3 separate regions of the Rattus norvegicus genome follow, and regions 2 and 3 are each linked to region 1. The links are chromatin contacts, called in public Hi-C and HiChIP or PLAC-seq maps. All regions are on one chromosome and are shown on one strand. Each heading gives the region's core, a stretch centred on a gene start, on an enhancer-like site or on the middle of the called end of the contact. The rest is flanking DNA. Distances are from core to core; before and after follow the strand shown.

Region 1 (4,388 bases), core at 651-3,150:
CAGGGGAAACACCCTGGACCTCGTCCTCTCTGACCTGGCCCAGGGGATGACCTTGCTCACTGGGAAAAAATGTTTCCCTGGGGAGAGTGAATATCCACTTCCTTTGTCTGTGTCCACCGTGGAGATTCCAGTACTTGACCTCAGGCTCCTTGTAGCGGCCATTTTCCACCACAGAGAATGCGGGGAACAATCCAGGGCAGAAGGCAATGGGTAAGATTGGAGGAGAGACTGGCAGGGTGCTGGGAGCCCAGGAGCACTGGGGACAGACTCTTGTAACTGCCGCTGGAGACTGCCTGGGACCCCAGAGAGCTCCATTTGGGGACAGTGTACAGCCTTTCTGGGACCCATACCCACACTCCAGTTTAATTTTCAGGCACTCCAGGTGCGTGACTCACGGTCCCCTGAAAGTCACAGCCAAGTGGGCCTTAGCAGCTGCCTGAACCCTTAGTTTGGTCGACCAAAAATAGACCCAGAAAAGACAAGAGACTTCCCCTAAGCAAGTCCATAGCAGAACATAGGCCTGGAACCCTGGCCGCCTCATCTGCCTGGTGCTTGGTTAGGAGGCCCCTGCAGCTATAGAACTCTCCATCCGTTTCCTCAGCCCTGACGAGGAAACCATGTAATCGTAGAACCTGCCTTGAAGGCTCATTCTAAGATAGGTCCCCGTGTAGCCCAGGCTACCCTCAAATTCAATATGTAGGAAGACCTTGAACTTTTGTTGCCCTTGCCTCTGCCTCCTGAATGCTGGAATCATAGGTGCTGGGGGTGGAAGCCAAGGCCCCAGGTATGCGAGGTGAGCACTGTCGTCACATTCCCAGCCCTGCAAAGTGACAGCACTGGCATCATCGATACCTGGGTCTTAGAATAGTGTCCCGTATCGCACCAGCGCTCAGTGACCCTGTACTGTCAAGGCCTTCCCATGGTAAACAGAGTTTACTGCAAGGACCTCCCCCCACCCATAGTTCCCCCAGGACACTGGCCACTCTGACTTTATGATAATTCTGGGACTAAGCTCTCCAGTGGGTCAGTTGAGTGAGCTCAGCAAAGACATGGTCACAGAGGGGCTCCTAGGAACGGGTGTGGTCCTGAAGGGTTTCTGGAGGAAGGGTGGACTAGATGTTTCGTGTTGAGTGAGGAGTTAGCCAGGTGAGGAGTGGGCAGAGAGAGCTAGGTACAGGGTCTGGAAGTAAGAATATCCGATTACCCCAGAGCTGGGCGAAGGGCCAGGGTTTGGCAGGGTGAATCAGGTGACAGACAGGGGAAGGCTGAATTCCAACGGTAGAGGAAAGAGGTGACAAACACAGCTCTGTCCCAAGTCCACCAAGACTTTATGTCCCCTTAAGACCATCAGCTGCCTGTACCTCGTGATCACCTGGCACACTGACTCACACCTCTGCGCCTCAGTTTCCCCATCTACTACAAAAGTAGACTGGGCCAACGTGACTTCCCAAAATGCAGCCCCTTCTTCCTTAAGGACAGCCTGGTTCCCAAGGAGAGTTTCATTTTAGGTCTGTGTCCAGCTGGGAGCCCCCAGAACAATGTTTTTCCTCTTTTGTCTTCTCTGTTAACCCTGGGTCACTTCCAGCCTGTGTCAAATTGTTAGTTGTTGTTCTAATTGAGCCCCCACCAGTTCCCAGCTCTGAGGACATCTTTAACCTTGGGCCAGAAGAGAGAGGGCCAGCCCCAGCTCTGGGAGGACAGTGGAGTGGGAAACGAGAGGGTGGGAAATGAGGGGGCAGAGACTGACGCCCCAGAGTACAGAGAAGGTCAACACGTGCTCCCCAGCCCTGGTCACGTTGCTGGACTCCAGGGTGTGGAGGCTGAGTGGAACTGAATCCAGGGAGCCCTTCACAAGGAACTAGAGAGAACTGCGTGTCTGCTGGGAGCCCAGACAGCAGGAAGTGCCCAGCTGGGTGCGTTGCATGGAGAACATTGCCATCTAGTGGTCATTCTGCCTTGAGCGCAGTGTCAACACTCCAGAAATAAAAAGCCAACTTCAGGGTTCTTCAACCTCCTCTCCTCCCCCACACCAGGTCATGGACAGTTCAATGCCACTGATTGGAGAACATGTGGAGGAGGACAAGCAGTTAATGGCTGACCTTGTTGTTTCCAAGATGAGCCAACTCCTGGTGCCAGGGGCCTCGGTGCCCTCCCCCCTGAGACCTTGGGTAAGGTTTTCTTGAGATAACCCCAGGCAGGCATCCTATAGGAGAAGGGGGTGGGGACAGAGGCTGGCAAGGGCCTTGCAGGGACCCTTTCTTGCTCATCTCTCCTAGAAAGAAAACTCCTGTCCCATCATCTTTGGATTGATTGATGGCAATGTTCATCTCTCTGTCTCCATGTTGGATCTGAATGGAGATGTGTGAAAGAATCCAGGCACACAGATGCCCTATGTTCCCAGTGCACAGGACAATAGAAACTATTGTGTCTCAGGCTTCCCATCCCCCGACCCAGCAATCGTCAGCCTTCTGGGAAAGCAAGTTTCAAATCTTTCCCCCAACACCAACCCCTACTTATCCCACAGAAACCCATCTCTTCATACACACAGGAATAGTAGTTGAACTCAAGGGGCTTCTAGGAGCCAGGAGGCATTTGCAGCATCTTCCGTGGCTATCCTAAAAACCTATCAGGAGGTACACTGAAGAATCATGCATTGTGTACTTTACATCAGTGATTTTTAAAATAAAGATGTATCTAAGGCTTTGCCTCCTACCAGAATTACTGTAGCCAGGGGCTTCCTTCCTCTTCTCTTACTCTAGGGTCCACAGACTAAATCTGCAAAATCTCCAGGGCAAGGCCAGCTAGGACCTCTGCTCGGACAGCCCCAGCCAAGGCCACCTCCACAAGGTAAGATGGGGCAGCCACTGAGAAACACTGTATCAATGAAACTGAAATGCAGTGCAGAGGACTGTGAGGTGTCTCAGTGATAAGAACACATTCTGTGCGAGCATGACAACATGAGTTCAAATCCCCATCACACAAGTAACAAGCTGGACATAGCCAAACATGTCTGTATTTACAACACTGGGGGAAGGGAGGGACAGGCAGTTCCTGGGAACTGGCTGACCAGTTAGTTTAGCTCAATAAGAGATGCTGTCCAAAGCAGTGGTTCTCAACCCCTCTGGGGTTGCATGTCAGATATCCTGCATATCAGACACATACATTATGAATCATAATAGTAGCAAAATTACGGCTATAAAGTAGCAACAAAAAGAATTTTGTGGTTGGGTGGTCACCGAACCCTGAGGAACTAGATTAAGGGGTGGCAGCATCAGGAAGGTCGAGAGCCACTGGTCTAGAGGGAGTAAGGTAGGAAGCAAGAGAGGAAGACACTCAGTGTCCTCTGACCTCCACGTGTACACACATACACAGAGCAGCTAACTAATTAAATCAATAACAGTGGGTTGCTGGAGACAGTCTAGCCCAGTGGCTCTCAACCTTCCAGATGCAGCAACCCTTTAATACAGTTCCTCCTGTTGTGTTAACTCTCAACCATGAAATTATGATCTGAGTTTTCTGATGGTCTTGAGCGATCCCTGTGAAAAGGTTGCTCCCCCCCCCCCGCAAGGGGCTATGATCCATGAGAACTGCTGGTATAGACAATCCATTCCTAATGCTTTATCCTTACTATTTATATATACTCCCTCCGTCTGCATGATGAGGACCCCAGGAGGGATGCTGTCCTCCTGAGGTCAGGGAAAGGAGTTGGGAAAAGAGAACAGAAGGATTGCTAAGCATTTAACATGTCAGCCCCTGTTCTGGGGCCACTCCCTTCTGCACTGGAATTCATCCTCCCAGCCGCTCTGCAGAGGAAGTGTTAGCATTTCCCTTCCCCAAGTAGGAAGTTGAAGCTTTGCCCAGGAAGGCACGATGAGAAGATGGCAGGTTTGCCAGCCTGGACTTTCAAACCTTCTGGGAAATGTTATTTCTAGCCACTAGTGATGCCTGGGCATACATTTGTGAGCCAACCAGCTAGAGTGAGAAAGAGAAAAGAAACTCAGAACATTATACCCTCGGCTGCTGACATTCTTCCTCAAAACCATCCCTGCACTACTCCAAAAGAGCCACCGCTTGTTAGCAGGTGGATACAGGATGGACCTCGAGAGGAGGGGGAATCGGGAGAAAAGCTAAAGACCTCCTGGAGGAAGGTCGGGTGTGGAGGGTCTCCCACACACAGGCTCAAGAGGAGCACTGCAAGCATGTCTCTTGCAGCAGACCAGGGTGCCCAGCCCTGCTGCTCTGGGCCAGCTGGGGCTTCAGAGCGACTTGGCCTGGAGATGCCAAAGCGGAGGTTCTCCATCAACAGAAGGAAGGCATCTCCACCCTGTCCTGAGCTTGCTAGTCACTTCTATTAAAGCGACAGTTTTGTTTGGAGCACCAGATGGCTG
Region 2 (4,388 bases), core at 1,082-3,581, 240 kb before region 1:
CACAGAGGCACAGGCAGGGTACAGACGGTCACGTGTTTAGAAATCCGTTTGTACAAGTAGGAGCTTGCAAGGCTTGGCACTAGGGTAGCGAGATCTGTGTTCCTGTATGGACGGATTTCAAGGAAACACGGGTGGCAGACTCTGCCTGACTAATGCAGCTATCCCGGTCCAGATGAATCCACATATTTAAGCAGGGGACTTTGGGTGAGGGCACGCCTGGCTCTGCTTTTGCTGGTGGTGCTGCACTGAAGTAAGATAACACCCAGCAATGTGGCAAGGCTGATGCCAATGAGAAACCATTTGCTGAGGGCCTGGCTCATGCTTTCCTCCCCAGCCGGCCCCCCTCCTTTCAGGACTAGGAAGAAAGCAACAGGCAGCTGGAGATCAGGTTAGCTAGGGGCCTGCAATTTCAGAGTCCTGCCCCCATAAAGTAAATGACCTAGAAAACCCCAGTACCCCTAGGGGAGTACGTCCTAGCATCATGGGTTCCAGGACTGTTCACTGAGATATGGCCTGCAGACTGGATTCATAGCCATACCTCTAGGCCCCAGAAGTGGGTATGACAGCACTTAGAGCTATCATGCAGGAAAGGGACACAGTTAGAAAAGAGATCACTAGCTCACTTGGACACCTCCTGGGTGACAGGCTGGGGTTCAGGGGCAGACACCTAGGTATCTAGTAAATATTTGCAGAACCCAGCATGATCTAGAAGTGTTGTTCCTCTAAAAGATTGTATTATCTAAAATGCTAGAAGACAGGAATTAACCAGAGGACCTGTATGCATGCACTGGCTACTGTCAAACAGAAAGAGAACTGTGCTTCTCTCAGAGTTTGAGTCATCTGTTATCTCTGTGATATGGATCGTGGGATTCGACATGTTACCTGTTTTTCCTGCTATGGTCCCTGATCCACGCTCTCCCTGCCAGTTTTCCAGTCCGCTTCCTGTTTTCTTGCATTGTTTCCTTTGTATAAGGATGTGACTTTGCAGGACAGCAGAATGAAAATGGCATGACTAAGATATGGCATTTGCAGGGTACCTTCGAGACTGTCTCCTAGACTGACTGAGTCCTGCTCACACCCAGACATGGTTTCCCCTCTGGAATCACCCAGAACACATTTGTCAGTGATCTGTGTTCTGCCAGTCCAAATACGTTCATTCATACGGTCCAACCCCAAGAGTTTGTTGGACAGTTTTGTAAAGATCTGTGATAAGCATCTTGTATGTTAATGTCTGTGTGTACTCATGAATATACACACATAGATGTTTATAGCCTTCTGTACATATTCATGTCCATTGGCATCTTACGTGTTTTACCTGGACCTAGAAGCTATCGCCTATCTTCAAACACGTCATTTAGTAGTCCCTCAATCCAAGTCAGCGGCTCCTTGGCTCACATCACAGGCCCCAGCCTGTGATTCCAGGCTACACTTGCTCCAATCAGGGGGTCAGTGGGCTCTCTGTAGACATCTCAGGGTGACAGGTAGCTAGAAGAGCTTTCAACACAGCTCCTCAGATCACATGAACTCACACTTGCCTCCATCCCCCTCCCTGCAGCCTGTCTCTCCCCCACAGAGGCCAGATGCTGACTGGCCTGAAGGAAAGCTTATCTGTTCCTTTTGGAGCTTGCAAAGCCCCCTTGGTTATTTCAAAGTTGGAGGCAACTAGTCCCAGGACAGATTGAGGGCCACCAGGAGCCTATTCATTTAGGTCACAAAGTCACAGCATGAGGCCACCTTCCTAAACAAAGTTCCTTTCTGCCTTCCAGATCCTCTGTGCTCATTAAAAAAAAAAAAAAAGCAAAACGTCGGGCTGCAGTGAGCAGTTTTAGTATGCGGAGTGCAGAGGAAACATCTCTTTCAGAGTGAAGGCACACTGCCCTCTCTTCTCTGCTCCATCACAAAGGCAAATGCCTGAAGCATTGGTCCTGAGTGGGAATGGGGGAAAAGGATGTGGGTGTCCCTTGAGAAGGGGGCCATGCTCATACTCTATTCAGCCAATGAAAGCAGACTTTCTGTCCTACATGCCCCTGACCGATCTGACCTCGGCTATTCCTAAAAATATTCTTCTTATAAAACATGCTGTGGGGGCTGGGGATTTAGCTCAGTGGCAGAGCGCTTGCCTAGGAAGCGCAAGGCCCTGGGTTCGGTCCCCAGCTCCGAAAAAAAAAAGAACCAAAAAAAAAAAATGCTGTGTATTGTGTAATATACAGGTATAGGTGCATATATGTGTCCTCCACTTGAAAGATCCGTCTCCCTAGCCTGGGATCTCCAGGTACGTTTGTTTGCTTTCTCTAACTAGGGGTCTAGTGATGGTGAACTTAGGACAAATGTTTGATCCAGCACAAAGCTGTCTTGCATGGTTGCATGGTACCCTTTCTGCTTATTCCCCCTACACACACACACACACACACACACACACACACACACACACACACACACACACGGCATACAGTGACCTTCACCTGTTCAGGTGTGGAGGTAGGGCTCTTGGAGTGGAGTGAATTGCCCAAGATGCCTGTAACAAATGAGGAGGGGGGCATGGGATTCTACAAGGACCAGGTCTTTTCACATTGAATCCAGAGTTCCCTCCCAGCCCCCAGGTGGCCTCTCACTAGCCCTTCCAGAGCTTGCCAAGTTTTCTCTGGCCCCAGCCAGTCACCATACTGTCTGCCCAGAACCCAACCCCCAAGGCCCCTCATGTTTTCTTGAGATACTCCCCTTCCTTCACCAGCTGCCCCTGCTGGCGGGTGTGCACCCTTTCCCAGGACTAGCCCCCTCTAGGCCTGGGCCAGCTTTAGCCCTGTCCACAGGACCCTGGATATTTCTAGACTTAGACAGGGAGGGCCCTCAAAAGCCTGGTTTCCCTGACTCTCTTGGCAAACTCCCAGTCCCAGAGCTGGCCCATTTAGGAGAGAAGCAGAGGAAACCTGCCCGCCCACAACCCATCCCCCAACTCCACAGGAACATTCCATTTGGAAATCTCTTGTGGAAGGTCCCACAGATCCCTCCCAGAGCAGGTGCCTCAGAGAAAGCACCATCCAATGTCCAAGTCCACATAGTAATCAGGGCTCCAGGAAACATAGCACAAAATCTGAGAGCACCCCAGGATCTATAAAGAGCATCCCAAAAAGAAGCAGGCTCTGCTGGCTTCCACCGACCATGGAGCCCTCTGCCCAGATGCAGAGGATCTGTGGAGCAAACTTTCTTTCTATTGTTCTTTTATATGATTATAAAAGGGACATGTCCCGGTGGTGAAATTGCATTTTCTGGAAAATACAGGTCAAAATGACAATCATCCAAAATTACACACCTCATGAATAAACAGTGTTGATATTTTAGAAGATAGACATTCTTACTTTTCTCTAAGTACCTATATACGTATTCCTGTCTTTTATTATTATTATTATAAAAAAACAAACAAGTTACTATTACTCAAAAGTGTCCCAAGGGCAGTTCCATGCTCATAAACAAAGAAAACCCCAGCTCCGAAAAAAAGAAAAAAAAAAAGAAAAAAGCTATTTTATGGCTCTTTGGTAGCCCACTGTGATTATATTTATCATGTCTATATTTACATAATTATATAAACATTTTATGAATTAATTTAATATCTAATGATAATATTTAAGAGATTTCCCTGTAGGAGACATTTAGGCATTGCCCAGTTATTTCTTTGGACCACAATTCTAGAGAAACAATTGTTCGTTAAAGGGTATGCACATTCTGGGAGCCCTGGATGCACAGCACCAGTATGTCTTTTCCAGCGGCAATAATACTTTTTCTCCTCAGTAGCCTGTGAAGGTGAGACCCATATCCGTGAGGATGGGAAAGATCAAATACCAGGATTCCCCGTACGACTCTGCCAAATTCAGGGGCATCATCTGGAAATCCCCAATGCGATCAGCACCTGTAATAAGCCATCTGTTGGGAAGTAGGAAGAGGGTGGGCAGATGGGAGGGGACCTGGGTCTTTTTTTTTTTTTTCTCTTTTGCAGGTGCAGAAGTAGGCAGTGAAAGATAGTATTGAGGGCCACTGAAGGCTCTTCTCTATGGGTCTCTAAAAGTGTCTCTCCACTGACGTGAGGTGGGTGGTGGGATATGGTGCCACTATATGGAATAGTAAATGCCCAAGAAAGAATCTGGCTACATACTAGGAGCTGCTTCCTTTCCTCCCCTTGTTGCTAGCTACCCCAGGAAAAAGTTTTCCACCTCTGGGCTTGTGTTTCCTGAGGATTTCTTGTTTCTGTGACTTCAGACACAGGCCTAATCCCAAAGCACCAAATCTGGCATTCTGTGCCCACCATTTGCCTGGTTTTGATCTTGCCTCTAGAAATGCATTCTTGAAATCCTCCTTCACCAGGGTGATGTCAAACCTTCCGTAACCTCCACTGG
Region 3 (4,388 bases), core at 983-3,482, 170 kb before region 1:
ACAAAGAGAAACAAGAACAAACATAAGAAGATGAGTATGTTGGAGCAGGCAAATTGTAACTCCGATTCTGGAAAATGGTCAGAGATGCCCCTGACCTATCTATCAATAGCACATCCTGTTCTGGAGCCCTTTGCTCTGGTCCCTTTCCGCTGGGCATCTGCTACAGCTGTGCACATCCTGGTCTCTGTTTCCTGCCATTGAGACAGCCCGCTTAACCTCTCTGTTTTGTCAGTAAACCTAGGGACTGATGAGCAGGAGGGGTGCAAGATGCCAGAGGTGAGGTGGGAGCCCCACAGAGGAATGCGAATGTTGGCATCCACACCCTAAGCTGGAGGGGATGTTGACCCCTCTGTCTTTGAGGGGCCGGTGACTATGATTCATGAGTTAGTGTGGGAGGTGGTGGGGCTGTCATCTGACGGTGATGCATCAGTCCTCAGATCCTTTACTGTAAATTAGTGTGATGAGAATAAAACACCTCTCTCCCTGCCCAACTTAAGACACTTGCTCAAAGTCCCTTAACTAGAAGTGGCAGAGCTAAGATTTGAACCCTGTCCATCTGGCATGAACCTACAGAAAGCACATGCCTCATACCCTTGCATGTCCAGCATACATAGCAAATGCCCCTGGAAATAGCTTCAGGGCCCCATAGCAGCAGTGGAAGCAGCTAGAGTGGCCTTCCCCTTACTTTTGTCTCAAGGAAATATAAATCGTACCAGGAGTCCCAGATCCAAGGAAGTCAGCTTTTCCTAGTCCTTTCAGAGAGATAGGTACCACACAGGTAGAAGAGAATGGAGAGAGAAGATCCTGTCTACCTTTAGAAGCAGTGCTAGATTGGGAGGAAGCAAAGGTTGCAGAGGGAGGGGTATCAGGACTCTGAATAACTAACTGGTAGACACCAGTAGAAGCATCTTTAAATAAGGATTTCTCTCAAGACATATGGGAAGGGTCTCATGGGATTTCGGGGCACCAGTCAATCCAGGAATAGCCTGGAACCAGGAAGTACTGCTGACACACTTTCATATCACTGATCTCCTTCCCTTTCTGGCATATGCTCTGTGCTTCTATTTCCCTACTGATAGGGTTCCTCTGCTTTTCAGATCCAGGAAGCCAGAAGCATGGATATCTTTGCGTGGCCAGCTGCTCAGGATGCCAGAATGCCTGTCAATCTGTCTGTCTGACTCCTTTTTCTTCCCACCAGTCCTAAATTTTAAGGAAAGAGGCCTGGCTGGTGTTGGGCCAACAGTTCTTCCCCACCTGTGTGTGTGTGTGTGTGTGTGTGTGTGTGTGTGTGTGTGTGTGTGTGTGTGTGTGTGTGTGTGTAGAAGGCAAGGGATCTGCTAACTTGCTTTGCTACCTGTCCCTTGCACTAGAGATGAGTCTAGGTGGCTAAGATAACATGAGAAGGGGTTGCTGGCCAAAGGGCTGAGAAGCCTACTGAAGACAAATCCACATACATACATATCCATGCATATTGTTAGCTGGCTTAATCTGGGCTCAGGAATTTTCAAATTGCTCCCACATGCAGAGATGCCTCCAAGTCGCTGTCACGCAGACATCAGACAGAGCACTGCATCTGTTCACCCAGCTCAGGCCGTTCAAGGCAGCAGGCCCAGCCTCTCTCTACACCTACCAGTCATGGCAGCAATGGGCCTATAGTCTCCATTTATTTCTGAACCCTTTCTCACTCAGATCACATCTCTCTAGCATTTGGCTCAGTGCAACCCTGGCTTCTGGCCCTTTGGATTCATTACCAGTCCTTGGTTCTCTCACCCAGGCTTGGACTGAAGTGGGTCCTGGGTTCTGATAATGTCTCCGCCTTTTCCAGGATGTTCTCAGGAAGTCCACTACCCAGCACCTTTAAGCCCAGTGTCCAAATCCTACTGATCATCCGTCCCGCTGGCAGAACCGATAGGGTCTGACCACACTGATGACTCCAACAGCATCCCACGGCTTTGGCCATTCCTTCTATACTTGGCCAAGCTTTCAGGCTTCGGTTCAGCATTGTGTGAGTTTAGGCTCCATATCAAACCCTACACCAGGTGCTGGGACACAGAGATGTACAGCTGTCCATCGCCCGAAGAAAGCCACAGACATGGCGAAGGTTTAGCTGTAGCCGAGGAGCATGTCGGACATTCAGTAGCTATCAAGAGGCAGCTACCAGAAGCCACCCCGCCAGAGGAGAATGCACGGCAGCCCAGAATGTCAAAGATAATTCTGGTCCTGGCATGGCGAGCTGCAAGATAAGAAGTCTTTGTTACTTCCTCCTCTGTGGGCACAATGAGGTATTCATGCGACTCCCCTCGGGACTCGGGAAGCATTTTAGGCCCAAGAAAGGCCCGTGCGTCATCATAATTGTGTAAAATGGCTGTTCTCTTCCTATCCCACTCCCTTGACAAATCCTGGTCAGGCAAGATTAAGCCGTATTGATGCTGCTTCCACTGCTCATCCAGCTCCCTTCATTGGTCTTTGATTGTGACTTCCAAGGAGCTAACTGGAGCATCATTGATCAGGTCATCGGTCACTGTCATGATCCTTTGACATTCAGACACTATATTCAAGGACCCACCGATTCCCCATGTGTTTCGGTGCAGATTATCCCAGGGGACATCGTGGTAACTGGGAAAGACAGCCTTCCATATTCAACTGAGACCCAGAGCCGATGTTAAACAGTAGTGAGTCGAGCAATGGAAATCCTGAGTTTGAATCAGTCAGGAGCAGCGAAAGCTGGGCAATTTGTGTAACCTCTCTGAACCTCAGGGTTTTTTGGCTTTTGTCTTGATTGTAGTCAGTAGGTAACTTCAGGAAATGACTTTATAGTGTGGTGTCAGCAGAGGCACTTGCTATTCCATGTTTATGGTGGAACTACTCAAAACGGCCAGAAAATAGAACCTACCTAGAAGTCCTCCAGGACGAATGGACAAAGAGAATGTGGTAAACGTACAGAGCAGAATTTTTGTGCAGCCATAAAGAATGAGAGCATGGCATTTGCAGGAAAATAGATGCAACTGGAGATTATTATGTTAAATTAATTAGGCCAGACTTGGAGAGACAGACACCACACTTTCTCTTTTGTGCAGACCCTAGATTTGAAATTATATACGTCTGTATATATGGGGGGAGGTCAAGAAATACGGAGGGGGTCATGAAAGGGACAGAAAAGATCTGACAGTGAAATGCATGTAGGACAGAGGACTAAGGAGAGAAGGATGGAAGGAGTCCTCTGGGGGAAGGGGTGTGGGAGAGGGCAGCAGGTGAGCAGAGGGACTACATGACTGTCCCTTAACAGATGACTGGTAAGTGTGGCTTCCATTTCTATGGCCTAAGCAAGTTGGCAAAGTAAAATAGATGGACGCGGTCTTCACCCTCGGGAAGCTTACACTCACGAGTGAATAGTCTCACCTCTGTGAAGTAGCCTCCTCCCTCCAAGATCAATCCCGAAGGACAGGCCACTGTGATCCCAACTTCATACAAACACTTGGAAATGCAGGGCAATCAGGTGACTCAGCCACAGACTCGGAACCCGAAAATGGGGCTGGGGACTACTCAGAATTGAACTGGATCTAGAGGTCCCTTCTCACCCTCTGCCTGCACCATCTCACCGAACATATCTGAGTGGGGAGTCATCAGGAAGCAGGTGGGGGGATCGGGCTGGACTGGAACCAGACAGATTTCACAGAGTTGGTGACCATGAATGCAATATTTTGTTTCCTCATTTGCAGAATGGCATTAATGATGTACACATGCCCGGGTCCAGAGGGGCTGGGTGGACCTAGTTAGCAAGTGTCATCAAAAGGCTACAGTGAGCTGGGGACTGTTTTAACTGGTACAGGTGAACCCTTGAGTAAGACTATGATCTGGTCCCAGTGAGTGTCTGGAGGGAGAGGGGAGAATGGGATCTCATTGGAAGTTCATCCCAAACAGCTTTGCCATTGTGTTAAGACGGTGGAAAGATTTGCAGATACACAGGAACTTAATACAAGCGAAGAAACACAGTAATGATTACAGTAGCGACAGTTGGCATGTACAAAGGTTTCTCTCCATGAAGGTTTTAAGTGGACCCATTTTACAGATGAGAAAGCTGAGCCCCAGGGAGGCTGTTATTTAATAGCAAGTGGAGTAGTGGAAACTAGGTGCTGTGACTTCTAGTCCTAAATGTCACCCCCAATGACCAGTCTCTGGTTCCTTGTACCTCAGAAATTTATTTGGAAGCATCTGGAAACCTTGTCAAAGGCTTTATCATTGGCTCCAGAGCTCAGGAAACCTCATCCCTCGTCTTGAATATACAGCTTAGATGTAAAGCCAGAGGCTCAGCTTCACGCCAGGGAGCAGAGTGCCCTGATGTTAGCTGGCAAGCTTCTTCCTCCCCATCCCCAGCCCCTGCCTCGGAA

Evidence for each region. A called contact is a pair of places that touch in the nucleus more often than the background predicts. HiChIP or PLAC-seq counts read pairs in DNA pulled down with a chosen protein or histone mark.
Region 2: an H3K27ac HiChIP or PLAC-seq map of oligodendrocytes shows a contact between it and region 1, with 5 times the contacts expected there. The contact joins two enhancer-like sites. A contact is called at or near these places in 1 of 12 Hi-C or Micro-C datasets (the A7r5 cell line) and 1 of 1 datasets of contacts at active chromatin or transcription factors (oligodendrocytes).
Region 3: a contact with region 1 is called in a Hi-C map of Schwann cells, with 4 times the contacts expected there. The contact joins two enhancer-like sites. A contact is called at or near these places in 1 of 12 Hi-C or Micro-C datasets (Schwann cells) and 1 of 1 datasets of contacts at active chromatin or transcription factors (oligodendrocytes).

The regions. Positions count from the first base shown.
Region 1 is chr7:19,678,306-19,682,693 of GRCr8, forward strand. Syn3 (synapsin III) reads left to right here. Exons shown (of 14, transcript NM_017109.2): 11 at 2,034-2,168; 12 at 2,760-2,847. Among named protein-coding and RNA genes, the nearest start is that of Fbxo7, 45 kb to the right of the region's middle. Within about 2 kb of position 1,901, at least 49 of the 93 cell types and tissues checked have an H3K27ac peak or open chromatin away from gene starts, as enhancers often do. A contact at or near this core is called in Schwann cells, where this site is marked.
Region 2 is chr7:19,435,435-19,439,822 of GRCr8, forward strand. The region is part of intron 6 of Syn3 (synapsin III); the gene reads left to right. The region is part of intron 1 of Timp3 (TIMP metallopeptidase inhibitor 3); the gene reads right to left. Among named protein-coding and RNA genes, the nearest start is that of Timp3, 22 kb to the right of the region's middle. Within about 2 kb of position 2,332, at least 30 of the 93 cell types and tissues checked have an H3K27ac peak or open chromatin away from gene starts, as enhancers often do.
Region 3 is chr7:19,509,464-19,513,851 of GRCr8, forward strand. The region is part of intron 6 of Syn3 (synapsin III); the gene reads left to right. Among named protein-coding and RNA genes, the nearest start is that of Timp3, 52 kb to the left of the region's middle. Within about 2 kb of position 2,233, at least 12 of the 93 cell types and tissues checked have an H3K27ac peak or open chromatin away from gene starts, as enhancers often do. A contact at or near this core is called in Schwann cells, where this site is marked.